Linked DNA regions of Pan troglodytes: region 1 is linked to region 2. A link is a contact called in public HiChIP or PLAC-seq data. All regions are on one chromosome and are shown on one strand. Each heading gives the region's core, a stretch centred on a gene start, on an enhancer-like site or on the middle of the called end of the contact. The rest is flanking DNA. Distances are from core to core; before and after follow the strand shown. Region 1 holds the start of SYT13 (synaptotagmin 13). Region 2 holds the start of TP53I11 (tumor protein p53 inducible protein 11).

Evidence for each region. HiChIP or PLAC-seq counts read pairs in DNA pulled down with a chosen protein or histone mark.
Region 1: an H3K4me3 HiChIP or PLAC-seq map of stem cell-derived excitatory neurons shows a contact between it and region 2, with 3 times the contacts expected there. The contact joins the promoter of SYT13 here to the promoter of TP53I11 in region 2. A contact is called at or near these places in 2 of 7 Hi-C or Micro-C datasets (induced pluripotent stem cells and stem cell-derived neural progenitor cells) and 1 of 1 datasets of contacts at active chromatin or transcription factors (stem cell-derived excitatory neurons).

The regions. Positions count from the first base shown.
Region 1 is chr9:49,297,162-49,303,628 of NHGRI_mPanTro3-v2.0_pri, forward strand. It overlaps SYT13 (synaptotagmin 13), which reads right to left and starts at 1,960. Exons shown (of 6, transcript XM_521898.7): 1 at 1,644-1,960. The coding sequence starts at 1,826.
Region 2 is chr9:48,961,578-48,968,280 of NHGRI_mPanTro3-v2.0_pri, forward strand. TP53I11 (tumor protein p53 inducible protein 11) reads right to left here and starts at 3,009. Exons shown (of 7, transcript XM_016920720.2): 1 at 2,846-3,009.

The sequences.
Region 1 (6,467 bases), core at 710-3,209, 330 kb after region 2:
TATGGCTCCCTCACTGGGTCAAGAAACACATTAATTAGTGTACTCTGAACAGTGCACCTGGCACACAGTGTATGCTATGTCATGGTTTGCTATGACCTCTTCCAAGCTCAGTGAGAAGTTGTGGAGGATTTGAAGCAGGGGAGAGACACAACCTGGTTTTTCTTTAACAGATGATCAGCCGTTCTGTGGGCTACTGGTCATCAATAAGACAAAGAGTTGGAAGAGACCCTAGAGGTCATTTACACCAACTAGTTTCCCAGTGGTTCTCTCTAGGAAGGGGAGGGGGCGGTGCCTGGAGAGACATCACTGAAAGGCAGAAGAGTGGCTGTTCCTCAAGTGTGTTGGGCAGGAAAGAAGGTTGAGAGGCGGCCGACCACGACTTGTGGAGAAGGACTCCCAACCCCTGGCCAGTGGAAAGCCCACTATTCCCCTTTTCCAGATCGTCCCAAGTCCCACATTCTGCTGTGCAGCTGGCTCCTATTTAGCCACTGTCAATGTCACTGTTCTTGGATTATAAGTGCCTCAAGGACAGCAGCCATTTCCTTTCCACTCTCACTGTACAGTGACTGACACAGGCCCCACACAACTGCGTCCTCTGAGCTTTTGAATTATTGATTGGAAAAAGGAAGATGGAGTCACAGCATTTTAGTGCCACTCCTGGAACCATACAGTCTATAAGGGATCTAGAGGGCCTTTAGGAGGTCCTTTAAGTCATGCCCCTGCCCCAGGGCCATCCTTCCTCAAATCACTCTAGCAGGACTCTTTGCCTCCTGGTTCTCCAGAGAACATTCTGCATTCTGTACTTTGGAAATGCATCCTGGAGGTCACAGCCTATGCAGGGAAATCCTTCCAAACTGCTTCCCCAGACCCCTTCTGCTCTTTACAATGGGAGCACCGGCTATTTCCTGCACGAAGGGGCTCTGGCCATGAGCAAATGCATGGGATAAAAGCCCTCCTGTCTCCAGGGACATCTGCAGAGACATCTTGGGGGAGGCCATACCAACCCCCTCTGACTGGCTGGAGCTCAGAGCTGCTAGGGGGTGGGGAAGAGTCCTTCAGGTTCCTCCGGGATTCAGCTCTCTAGACCCCGCTAGCTTCCCAGCTCCTGCGGGACCGCGGCCACCTCCCCTCTGGCTTTGCAGGCATTACCTCTTCTCAGCTCTGGCAGGACTTGCCCTACCCTGGCTCCACAAACACCACCCACCTCCCTCTCACAGACCCCAGTCCTCTTCCCAATTCTGCAAACTCCTCATTGTCTGGTACCTCTCAGGGTCTTCCCTAACCCTGGCGATTCCCCTCCCAGCCTCCCTCTCCTCTTACCCTTCCCAGCCCTAATTCTTATCCAGGTCCCCTTTCCTGTCCCCTCCCTTTAGGTCTCGCTGCTGGCCCCCATTCTTCTCTCAGTCCCCACAAGCTCGCCGCTCCCTAATTCTCCTTCACGTCTCGTCTCCCCCATCCCCTAGCCTCCCCCATCCCCCTACCTTTTTGACTCCTTGACCTGTCCTCCAACTCGTCTGCTGTCCCCTCCCCGCCAAGCTTTGTCGCGCAAAGATCCACGACCGCCTCCCACCCCATTTCCCCCTCTGCAGCTGCCCGGCAACCCCGCCTTGCCCGGGAAGGGCCCGCGCGCCGCCCCCGCTCACCTGTTGTGCAGACCCGAGCAAGCTGGGCTTCGCCTTCTCCAGGTCGGGGTCCTGGTCCCGCGGCAGCAGCCCCTTCTTGGGGTGCATGTGCCGACACAGGCAGGTGACCCCGCACAAGGCGAGGATGCTGGTGGCCGTGCCCAGCGTGGCGCCCAGCGCGATCACAGGCACCGACAGCACCATGGTGCCCGCTCCTGGCGAGGGGCTGGGTCCGGCAGCAGCTCACCTTCCCCGGGCCGGGCCCGCCTCCAGGCAGCTCCCGGGATCCGGGCGAGCCAGCAGCTCTCCCGCCGCCAGAGGGGCGGGGACGGAGGGAGGGAGGACGGCTGCGAGGACGTCAGAGGAGGCTGGACCCGCAGCCACGTCAACCGGCAACCCCCTCCCCGCCAACACGTGACCGGACCCCCACCCCAACAGGAGCCGGAGCCTTCCAGGTGGAAGGAGCCTTGGGGTTGTTTCAGGCCATTCTTAATGCTTTGTGTACAACAGGGGACAACTGGGCCCAAGAAGTGCTGGAGCTTGCGGAGGTCACACTGTGTTAGAGGACAAACCTGGGCTCCAACCAGATCTGCGACTCTAGGAGTCACTACCCCAGACTACTAGCTCCTTGCTCACCCTTCTACCCCAGCAGCTGGCCAAGCTGGCTGTAAAATTGGGTCTTCCGGGAGCTTTTTCAAACACAAAGCTGGAGATTTCCCAGCTCCCCAACCTGGGAGATGGTTCTTACAGGGAAGAGGAACAGGCCACAGGTAGAGGGAACAGATGGGATGTTTGGGTTGAGGCTGTACCTGTGTCCTGCTGAAGATGGACAATACAGCTGTATCCCCTTAGGGTTGCCCAAGAGTTCACCTTTATTACCTAATCAGCAGGTATTCTCACCTTTATATATAGTTGAGGAAGCCGAGGCTCAGAAGAGAGGTGCACAGGTAGAAAAATCATCACCCTGAACCCAAGCTTATGTTTGCAGATTCCAAGTCCACACTCAAACGGACTTGTCTTAGGAGGATAAAGAAGATAAAACGCAGCAGCTAGGAGTACACACTTGATTCAGAGAGGGTGAGCATAAAACTATGCTTAGAACAAGGGGAAATTAGAATTCCGGGCATGAGGACTGTCTTAGCTCAAGAAAACAGTGGCTTTTTAGTGTTCTTCATTATATGGAGTGTTGAATTTAATTCAGCAGATATTTGCTGTGGGTTGGCTGTGCTCTAGGTGTGCTGGGCATGTGTGAAAAGGGATGTAGGTGATTTCATCCACAACAGAGCTTTCACATTTCTATGAGCCAATGTCTCCTAAATCTATAGCCTTTCCAGCCAGATCTTTTCTTCTGAGCTGTAGCTGTGACCACCACCTGGGAACCCACCCGTCCTCCAGTTTTTCAGCTATCTACACTTGCATAAAAACCCACCGATGACTTACTGGCTTAGACCAGTTATTGTGTTACTTGTCATGATTTCATGGGTTGGCTGGGCTCAGTTGGGTGGTTTTCCTGCTCAACATGTTGTCTTCTGGGACTGCAGTCATCTAGGGGTTCAGCTGGACTAGGACATCAGCTCTCCAGACACCATTGCAGATGGTGCAATGGTGAACTCACGTGGTGAGCAGTAGGTGCTGGCTGCCACTGGGATCACAATGGGGCTGTCAGCTGGTGCATTTTGGTTGTCCTCTATGTCACCTCTCCATGGTGCTGGAGCTGCTCACAGCATGCTGGCTGGATTCTAAGAGGAATGAAGCAGAAGCTGCCAGTTGTCTTAAGGCCTGGGTTCAGAAATTCTAGAACACTATTTGATCAAAACAATAGTCTCCCTCTAGTTCTTTCCTTCAGTGACATCAAAAGGAGGTGTCCAAAATACAAAGCTGATCATGTCACTCACAGCTCTCAAAGGTTCTCCAAGAATAAACCCAAGAGACTCAACCTTTATCCAAATCCCTTTGTGATGTGGCCCCTGCTAAGCCTTCCAGACTCCTCTCTACACACTTCCCAATGTGCCCCTGAGCCTCAGCCACCCCATGGACTTGGGATTCCTTCAACAAGCTAACATCTTTAGAGTCTCCATGTTATCACCCATGGGTGCATATAGCAGGCACTCAGTAACCGTGGAATAATTCATATGATCATCTTATGCAGAATTTCCAGTGTTTTGAAGGAATCCTGTTTGTGATATGAGCTCCATTTTAGTAAACTGACTTTTCCACAAGTATTTATTGTGTGCCTGCTGTATGCCAGGCACATTTTCCTACTGATCCCCATTTGCTGCAAACTGTAGAGCTGAAGCACTGCAGTCCCTGGTGACAGCCTTAGCAATCTCTCACATAAGAGCTGCCCTGGGAGGTTTTCTTGGCTCCGGGGCCTGGCAATGCAAAATGTTTTGTGGAAATAGAGGTTTAATTAATGCTGTCAGCTCCAGGTCTCCCATGCTCAAACGGCTGCCCTGGGAGACCATCAATGCCACTACTCATAACAGGATCTGGGGTGGGGTTAAAGGGGAAGGATGAAGAACACTTAATATCAGAAAATGTCTGATGGGGAATTAGACACCTGTCACGTGATCCATTGTTACTATGGTTACTGGGATGACAGCAGCTGCAGTGGCCTTCATTTATAACAGGAAGAGGGACCCCAGCCCAAGAAGAAGAGCTTGCCTTGTGCCTCTTTCACACATAGTGAACCTATGGCAGAGCTAGGAATAGACCCCAGGGGATCTGAAGCCCAGTTGAGTGATCAGGACTCTGGGCTACCTTTGCTACCCAACCAGTCACCCTCATATATCTCATCAAAGATATGATGTTTGCTTCTTGGCTACTGATATGCAGACAGTGGCCTTTAATGACAACCCACAGAAAAAAGGCATCACTAGATTCCTTTGAAAAATGAGAGTATGCCTATTGGGAAAGGCAGTTAACTGAGTCAGCTGAGTGGATCAGTTAAGACAGTCTGAGGCTGGGACCCACAAATAATTGGAAGTGCTGAGGCCACATTTCTAAGAGCAGCCAGAACAAGATGCTTAGGAGGCATCTACGAGGCTGAGGGATGGATCTTTGAAGGTTCCCCAGCCTCTTGATGAAATGTTCCCATTGTTATTTTGATCAATATTGTACATGTTAGATGTTTAAATATTCTGAATAATCACTCTGAACTTCTAAGGTACTAAAATGCTTTTATCTGGAGAAAAGAATTTCAAATATAGGAGGTTCTCTTATTTAGCAAACATTTGTGGTGTCTACATATGGTGCTATGCAGGAGGGACGAAAATATACCAGCGGAATAACTGAATTTTAACATTGCAACGATTTCAGATATCACCTGAGGAATCCTTTTATTTTACCAATAAGGAAATGGAGATTCAGAGACATCATGGCTTGCCCAAAGAGTAGGAGTTAATGACAACTGGGATGGTGTTTTAGGTCAGGGTAAACTGGATTCTGCTGCAGTAACAAATAACTCAAAATGTCAGAGATGAACTCAATAAAAGCATACATCTCCCTCCTTTCTCAATTGAAGGAGGGTCAGATGACTCATTTGGTCAGCTCTTCTCCAGTTGGTGACTCAGGAATCTGGGCTGCTTCTGTCTTGTGATTCCTTCACTTCCAGCCATGCAGGGAAGAGAAAGAGACTTGAGGACTACTTGTGGCATTCTAGAGGACATGGCTGGAAATGGAGGACACAGAGCACCCCATTCCACTGGCCAGAATTTGGTAACAGGACAAACGTAACAGCAAGAGAGGCTGGGAAATGCAGAGGAGAATGTGGAGATGTGTGAGCAAAAGTACTCCTGCCACAGAAGCCAGAGCCTTGTCTAGTGTATATTTCTCTAATTTATTCACTCATTCAGCAGATGTGAGTTTCTATGACCAGGTACTGTGCCGGGTGATACAGCAAAGAGAGTGAGTAAAACCAGGCATGGTCTCTCTTGCCATGGAAAGTTTATATTCCCATGGGGAAGACGGGTGCTCATCATTCATCACACATGTCAAATTACAAATGTGATACAGGCTAAGAAGAAAAGGTGAATGTTAGAGACTTGACTTGTTCAGAAATATCACAGAAGGCTTCCTGGAAGAAGTAAGAATTGAGCTGAGGTGTTGAAGAATAGAGTTAACTCAGCAAAGAAAGAGGGGAGAGCGTGCCAGGCAGAACAACAGCATCTTCAGCGGTCCTGTGATGGAACAGCACAGTGGGGATGGAGCAGCGGTGGACTGACCAATCAGCTCTCCAGAAAAAAAAAATAGGATTTTTAGCATTTGTTGATTTTTCTGGTATAAAGTAACCCCACCATGGTCGATTTCCAGCTACCAACAAATTCCTGAATATTTCCCATTGGCTCTTGTGAGCTTGGAGGAGCCAGTTTCAGCACACAACTAGGAGAGTGTGACTGAGCCTGAAGGAAGAAACAGGGGCCAGACAACAGGGCTCAGAGGCCATAGTGGAAAGCCATTGCATGTTTTTAGGCAAAGGAGTGTGATATAATCAGAATTGTGTTTTTAAAAGATTCCTGGCCAGGTGCAGTGGCTCACGTCTATAATCCCAGCACTTTGGGAGGCTGAGGTGGGCAGATTGCTTGAGTCCAGGAGTTCAGTATCACCCTGGGTAACATGGGGAAACCCTGTCTCTAAAAAAAAAAAAAAAAAAGATTCCTCTGGCTAAAGTGTTGGAAGGATTGGGGAGGAACAAAGTGACAAAGTGGGTGCTGGTGGACTAAAGAGGAAGGCATAGCAGGCACCCAGGGAGAGAGGCCATGCTTCCCTTCAGGAATGAGGAGTTCATGGCAGGCTGAAATTGTTGACAGCAGAAGGAGAGGGCAGGTACAGTGTGGGCAAGTTACT
Region 2 (6,703 bases), core at 1,759-4,258:
ATAGGAAGGAAGTGGGATGAGAGAGAGCAAGGGTCACTTTGGGGCAGGACGACGATGCTGCGCTGGCCCTGGGAGGGGTCCAGCCGGTGTAGCAGGATAAACAGTGAGACGCAGGGTGCCGGGGAGGTATCGTGGACCAGGAGTCAGAACATCAGGCACCCCGCCCTGCAGCTGCCTCTCCTGGCCTGTGTGTCCTGGGGTGACTGATATACCGTCTCTGAGCCTCACTTCCCTCACCTGTGAAAGGGGAGGAATTCATCCCTTCTCAGTCACTCACTCTTCCTCAGCCCCTCACTCCCCCCTAGCTGCAGGGCAGTCACATTCCAGCTTCAGGGTCTTTGCATGGGCTGTGCTCTAGCTGTCTACACAGCTCACTCCCTCATCTCCCTCAAGGCTGTAGCTCAAAAGTTACCTCCTCAGGGAGACCTCCCTGACACCCTATTTAAAATGACAACCCAGTCCCTGGCCTCAATACCCCCAACACAACTTTTCCCCTTCACGTCTCAGTACACTATATAATTTGCTTATTGTTTTTATTAGGGAATTGCCTCCCCCTGCCCCCTGCTTTTAAGCATCAGCTCCATGAGGACAAAAATTTTTATTTTGTCCACAGCTGTCTCCCCAGTGCCTGAAACTGTCCCTGGCACTTTGCTCCATAAGCCATTTTTGGTGTAATGCTCACAAACATTTTGTTCAATAAGCAAAAGTAAAGAACAGCCCCAAACTGTGTGACTATGGGGCATTCCTGTTAAATCCAGCCCCCTCCTCCCCCTTACCCCAAGAGGGGCAGGCCCTTCTTCCCACAGAGGTGGGGCTATCAAAAGAACTTGGGAGGCTGGGTGTGAGCTGGAGAAGCCACAAGGGGCCTGGAGGCAGAGCTGTGCAGAAAATAGGTCGCAGTCCTAGAACTGGCAGGTCATGACAGCTGGACATGGATGAAGGGGCTTTCGGCCTTAGCCCTTCACTCCAAATTTGGAAGCACAGAGGAAGTTGACGACATGTGACTGGGAAAGAAGCGGCCATGGCAGGGGCCTCCTGGGATGGTGGGGACAGAGGGGGCCTCAGGAACAAGACGACCCATTTTACAGATGGGACAACAGAAGCCTGGAGAATAGTCTTATTTCCTAACAACCCAACAAGAAAAATCTTTTCTCGCCTTTCTTGAAGTCTGGGGCTGAGGCTAAGGAGCGGACAGTGCCCCCTCCTGGCTCTGCAACAAAACGACCCCCGCGTCCCTGGGATCTGCGGGCCGCAGGTCCTGGTCCCCTCTCCACAGGCCGTCAGGGGTGGAGGTCCAAGGGACCACATAGTTGGGGTGGGCAGCCCCGGTGACTTCTCCCCGCAGGCCTGCCCCGTCAAGAAGTTCGTTTGAAAGAAACCAATCAGGAAGTGCGGGGTAGTGGGGCGGTGAGGGGGCCTTGGCCAGCCGCTCTGGGCTTTGGAGGAGCCTGGGGGTTCTTGGCCTCCGCGCTGCTCTTGCCCCAGCCTCCATCTCTCCGGCGGAGAAACCCACTCCCCCCGGGCTCCAGGAAGAGGCGGAAGCCCGAGACTGGGTCAGGGTGAAGGAGGGTAGAGCGAGGGGACCCAAGGCGAGCGCCCCGCCCCGCCCCGCCCAGCGGGGCGCGCCGGGGTGGGCGCGGCGTTCTGGCCCTTCCTCCACACAGCCTCCCCCGGGTAGGTGCGAGTGTTCTGCCCACGGCAGGGGCCCTAACCCACCCAGCGCCCGGCCAGTGGCCCCACACTGTACCCTTCCTGCAGATCGCGCGACTTTGGGGAGAGTGGGGGGCGTCTCCACCTGTGCGTCCCCTACCCACCCCCTAACTGGGCTAAGGCGCCGCCTGGGTTTCTGCCCGCCCCTTTCCAGCCTGGGGACGGGGGACTCTCTCAGCCTCGCCCCTCCCCCTGCAATCTGTCCCTGATGTCCCCGCTCCAGACACTCACCCACTTTCTGAGACCCAGGCCTCAGCGCCGGTGTCCCCCGGCGGTGAGCTCCGAGCCGTTAGGCGGCCCCGGGTTCTCCGGCCCAGGGCCCCTGCCCCCAGGCCCCCACCCCAGAAGGTCGGGCCAGACTTGTGGGCAGCGTGAACTCCGCCACCACCTCCGTCCGCGGCCCTGCGGGGGCAAAGACTGGGGGAACTCGCAAGTTTGCGCCGCGCACTCCTCCTGCCGGGAACAATGGCGGGAGGGGGAGGGGACAGAGAACCGAGCGCGGGGGACCGAGTCAGACCCCGGGGAGACAGAAACTGCTTTCGCTCCGTTTCTCTCCTGCTCCGAAGCAGAAAGCTCGAGCCCGAGAGGCAGTGGCCGAGGACGAAATAAGCAGTCCAGGAGGAGGGCGACCGCGGAGCCGGGGGAGAGGGGAAACCGAGTCAGAGGGAGGGGCGGCGAGGGGAGAGCGCGCAGGGGAGACGGAAGGGGCTGCGGGACGGCGCCTTGGGGAGCTGGGGAGGCGACCCCCTGGGGTCCCAGCGGGCTCAGCGGGTGCCGAGATGTCCCGGGGCGCTCGGTTAGCGCGCGTGGGGTCCCGGCCGCCCCTCTGCGGTCCCGTTGGCTGCAGGAGCCCCGCTGGGTTGCGCTGCGCAGGCGGCGGGCGGCGGGAGGGGAAAGTCCGCGGCTCGGAAGCGGCGGCGGGGAGCAGAACTTACGGGCCTCGCGCGTGCCGGCGCTGGGCTGCGTGGAGCTGATGCCAGGCGGAGGCTCTGGGCTCGGACGCCTCACATCGCGCCGCCCGTGCGGGGCCGGGCAGTGCACGGCAGGGCCGGGCAGGGCAGGACAGGGCAGGGCAGGGCAGGGCAGGGCCGGGCCGGCTGGACTGCGCGCGGCGCCCTGCGCGGCCGGGGCTTACCGAGTCTGGCGGCCCGCGCTGGTCCCTCCTCTCGGTTCCGCGCACAAGCCAATGGCGCGCCGTCCCCTCCCACGCGCCGGGCTGCCTCGCCCCCAGGGTGGCCGCCGGGGCGGGCGGGATGGGGGTTGGCGGGGAAACCAGGCTCCCGGCTCCCCCGCGAGGCTCTCCCGGGGGCCGCCTGCAGGGGGCGCACGCGCGCCCGAGAGAAGGCGCCGGGGGAGGAAGCCGCGCGGGGAGACCCTGGCGTGGCCCGCGCCGCCCAGGATGACTTTCCTGGCAAGTTCTGCAGACGGTGCCCTTTTCTTGGGACGATCAACGTAGATGGGCAAACCACACCATCTTAAATAGCCTTGCGGTGTCTCCCGGGCCCAGGCCGGTGCCTGAAATGGAAGGGACTGCTTTGGCTGGCGGTGATACCCAAGTGTGTAATAACACAGTCACGACAATAGTCACCGTTTGCTGCGCACTCTCTGATGCCAGGCACCATATGCTAAAGGAGTTACAAGTATTAACTCATTTGATTTTCACAGCAACCCATAAGGGCGCTGTGCTTAGTCCCATTTTACAGGCCATGGTCGTTAAAGTTTGAGTTCACTCAGCCTTCAGGCTTCCAGCCTAGGCCCACCCTTCTCTCTCCCTGCTTGGTGTGACTTGGCCAAATAACATGACCCCACTGTCACTACGGCCACCTTCTTCATACTCCACCCTAAAATCCAGAGATGCTGCTGTCAGTTGCGCTGTCAGGAGACTAGGATCTTATCTGGGGCTCTAGTACGCTTGTTGGCGCTACAGTTGTCAAACCTTTTGTCTCTACACATCCTATGGGGGGCTGGGGTGAGGATGAGGGTTGGGGGTCATGGAGGCTCTCTGGTGGCGTGTCAACCTGAGAGAACCAGGCTCCTACAGACAAGGCCCCACCCCCAAATTCTGGGCTCCTTCGACCCCTTATGGTGGGAAAATAATGTGCTCTCTCCCACCCCAACCCCCACCACCCTGTGCTCTCCTTAGAGAAATGCCTGGATCTCTTTCATCTGATCTGATGGTCACAGTGGGCCAGGAACCGGGGTGGGGGGCTGCAGGAAAAGGAAGGCAAGGCTGATGACATGCTCCATTTCACAAGTAAATAAGACAGAAAGAGGTGAGTGGCTGCCCCAGGCATCTAGCTAGGTGGGCATTCTGACTCCAGGTCTCGGTTCTGTCTGCACCAGTTCCTTAACAGTTAATAGAGCAGGCTCTGGAGCCAGATCACCTAGGTTCAAATCCTGGCTCTGCCTTTTAGTGCCTGTGTGGCCTTGGACAAAGTAAGTCACCTAGAGCAACCAATAGTAAGAACCGGCTATGGTTGCTGTAGAGATTTAGAGTTAATAGGAGCTGCTCATGTTTACTGAGCATGGACTCTGTGCCATGCAGGCTCCCACTGTCCTCACCAGAGCTGGGATTGGGCAGGAGAGTCTGTGCCCTTGGCAAGGAAGTAAACAGAACAGTCCTTGGTTCATAGTAAGTGCTCAGTGAATATAAACTGTCCTGATTACTAAGGTAGATAAACTCTGATGCCCCAGTGCCACTGACACTGCCCCCAGCCAAACACCTAGACAGTGATAGCCAATAATGAATGAATGAATCAATCAATCAAAGTATGTGACTCTAGATGAGGATTATTTTTAAGGTGTGTTGGGTGGAGCCATCTGACTCAAGGCTCTATAGTAATTTCTGCAACAACTCAGTCTCACCTCACTGCCTTTACAGAGCTGGGCCAAGCTGGGTTGATGAATTCATTTGTCACTCCCTCTTCTGCCTTTCCGGCACTCAGGGCTCTGGGTTGCTGAAGCGAGGGCCCCCAGCGTCATTCATGTGCAATGTCCTCCCAGACTTGGGGACACCTGCCAGTGCTCTGCTTGGTGTAACCCTAAAGACTAGCAGCAGGGTCTGTGCTTGTAATCCCAGCCAGCCTGATCATACATCAGTGGGAGGCCTTTGTCACAATCACTCCAAGTTTTCCAACATGGAAGAGGCTGCCTTAGTTGTCATGAATGAGTGCCCTGTCACCAGCAGCATGCAAGCAGAATCCAGGGCAGGGTTGATGAGGACAGCAGAGGAAGAATTCCCACCTTAAGTGGTATTTGGAGTGGATAACCTTTGCCCTCTGGGTGTCTGTATTCTCTCAGTCTCCCGAGCTTATCAACGGGGAAGCTGGGGAGGCTGGGAGCTCAGGCTGGGCCAAGGCTGCCCCCCCATCCTTTGTGAACGAGGCCATCCTGACAGTGCCTCACCCGTATGCCAGGCAAGGTGCTATGTGCTGGGGCCCCAGGGGTGAACAGGACAGTGTCCCTGTCCTTGGAGAGTTCACAGCCCCCTTGTAGATGACTGCACAGATAGTCAACAGCAGCAACAGTAACCGCTCAAGATAACAGGCAAAGTGCTTGGAGGGGGACCAGGGGAGAAGCAGCTGGCTCTATCCATAACCCCCTGCATCCGCTCTCCAGAAAGCACCCATTAGATGCTTTTATTGTCTTCCTCCCTATATACTTTTCATTTATTTATTTACTTATTTATTTATTTTGAGATGGAGTCTCGTTCTGTCGCCCAGGCTGGAGTGCAGTGGCGTGATCTCGGCTCACTGCAAGCTCCGCCTCCCGGGTCCACGCCATTCTCCTGCCTCAGCCTCCCGAGTAGCTGGGACTACAGGCACCCACGACCACACCTGGCTAATTTTTTGTATTTTCAGTAGAGTTGGGGTTTCACCATGTTAGTCAGGATAGTCTCGATCTCCTGACCTCATGATCCGCCCGCCTCGGCCTCCCAAAGTGCTGGGATTACAGGCGTGAGCCACCGCGCCCGGCCCCTATATACTTTTCTAAAGTGATGTGTCCAGTTCAGAAACATCCCTTCGGCAGCCATTCTGCCCTCAACTCTTCTGAGTTACCTGATCTTTACACTGGGCATAAAAAAAAAACTCACCTCACTGGGCTGCTGTGAGGAGTAACATTGACATTCATTAAGTGTGCCCCTAACGCCAGGCAAGAATAGATGCTTGGTGCACAGTAACAATGAGGAGTCATCATTATTCTAGGTGAGGGTGAGATAAGTCGGCTAGGACCTTGGCTCTGCTCCTAAGTAGCTATACGACCCTCGCCTGCACGGATATAAAAATATCTGCCTCATAGAACTTGTGAGAGTCAAGTGAGGTGATTCAATGAAAAAGGTTTGCAAACTGGAAATGCTGATTCCTATTATTGACATTATTATTGTGATTCTTACCTTGGTGAAGTGTTCCTCTCAAGGGCCCAGGGGGGTGGGGATGGGAGTGGGGGTGGGGATGGAGCCAGGAAGCAGCCAGCGGCTGTTGCAGGGGTGGGAGGGTCACTCCTCCAGACTCCCACAGGAACCTGGGAGCAGCAGGGGCTCCATCTGCCCTGGTCGCCCTCCACAAGCAGGGGCAGCAACACCTCCTTGGTGGCCAGGTGTGAGTGAGCACTTAAGAGTGCGCCTGTGTGTCTGTGTTTGTGCCCCTGCAGGAAGGTGTGGTGGGCACAGGGATTGCCAGTGTCTGCAGCCAGAAACCACTATGGACGAGGAAGAATGGGGATGTAATTGGATTTCAAAGATGCTTGGAGTGAGACTACTGTTATCACCTGGGACTGCAGGAGAGAGGCCTGCGGAGCGGGGGTTGGGCCTAGTCTTTGGGGTTGGGGCCAGGGGAAAGGTTTCAGCACTGATGGGCACGTGTGGAGGAACATGATGTTGTCAGAGACCTGTTGTGGTTGAGCCCAGGGATTTTGGACCTGACAGATCTGGGTTCAAGTCCTGGTTATGGGACCATGGGCCAGTGATTTCACTTCTCTAGGCCTCCGTTTGCTC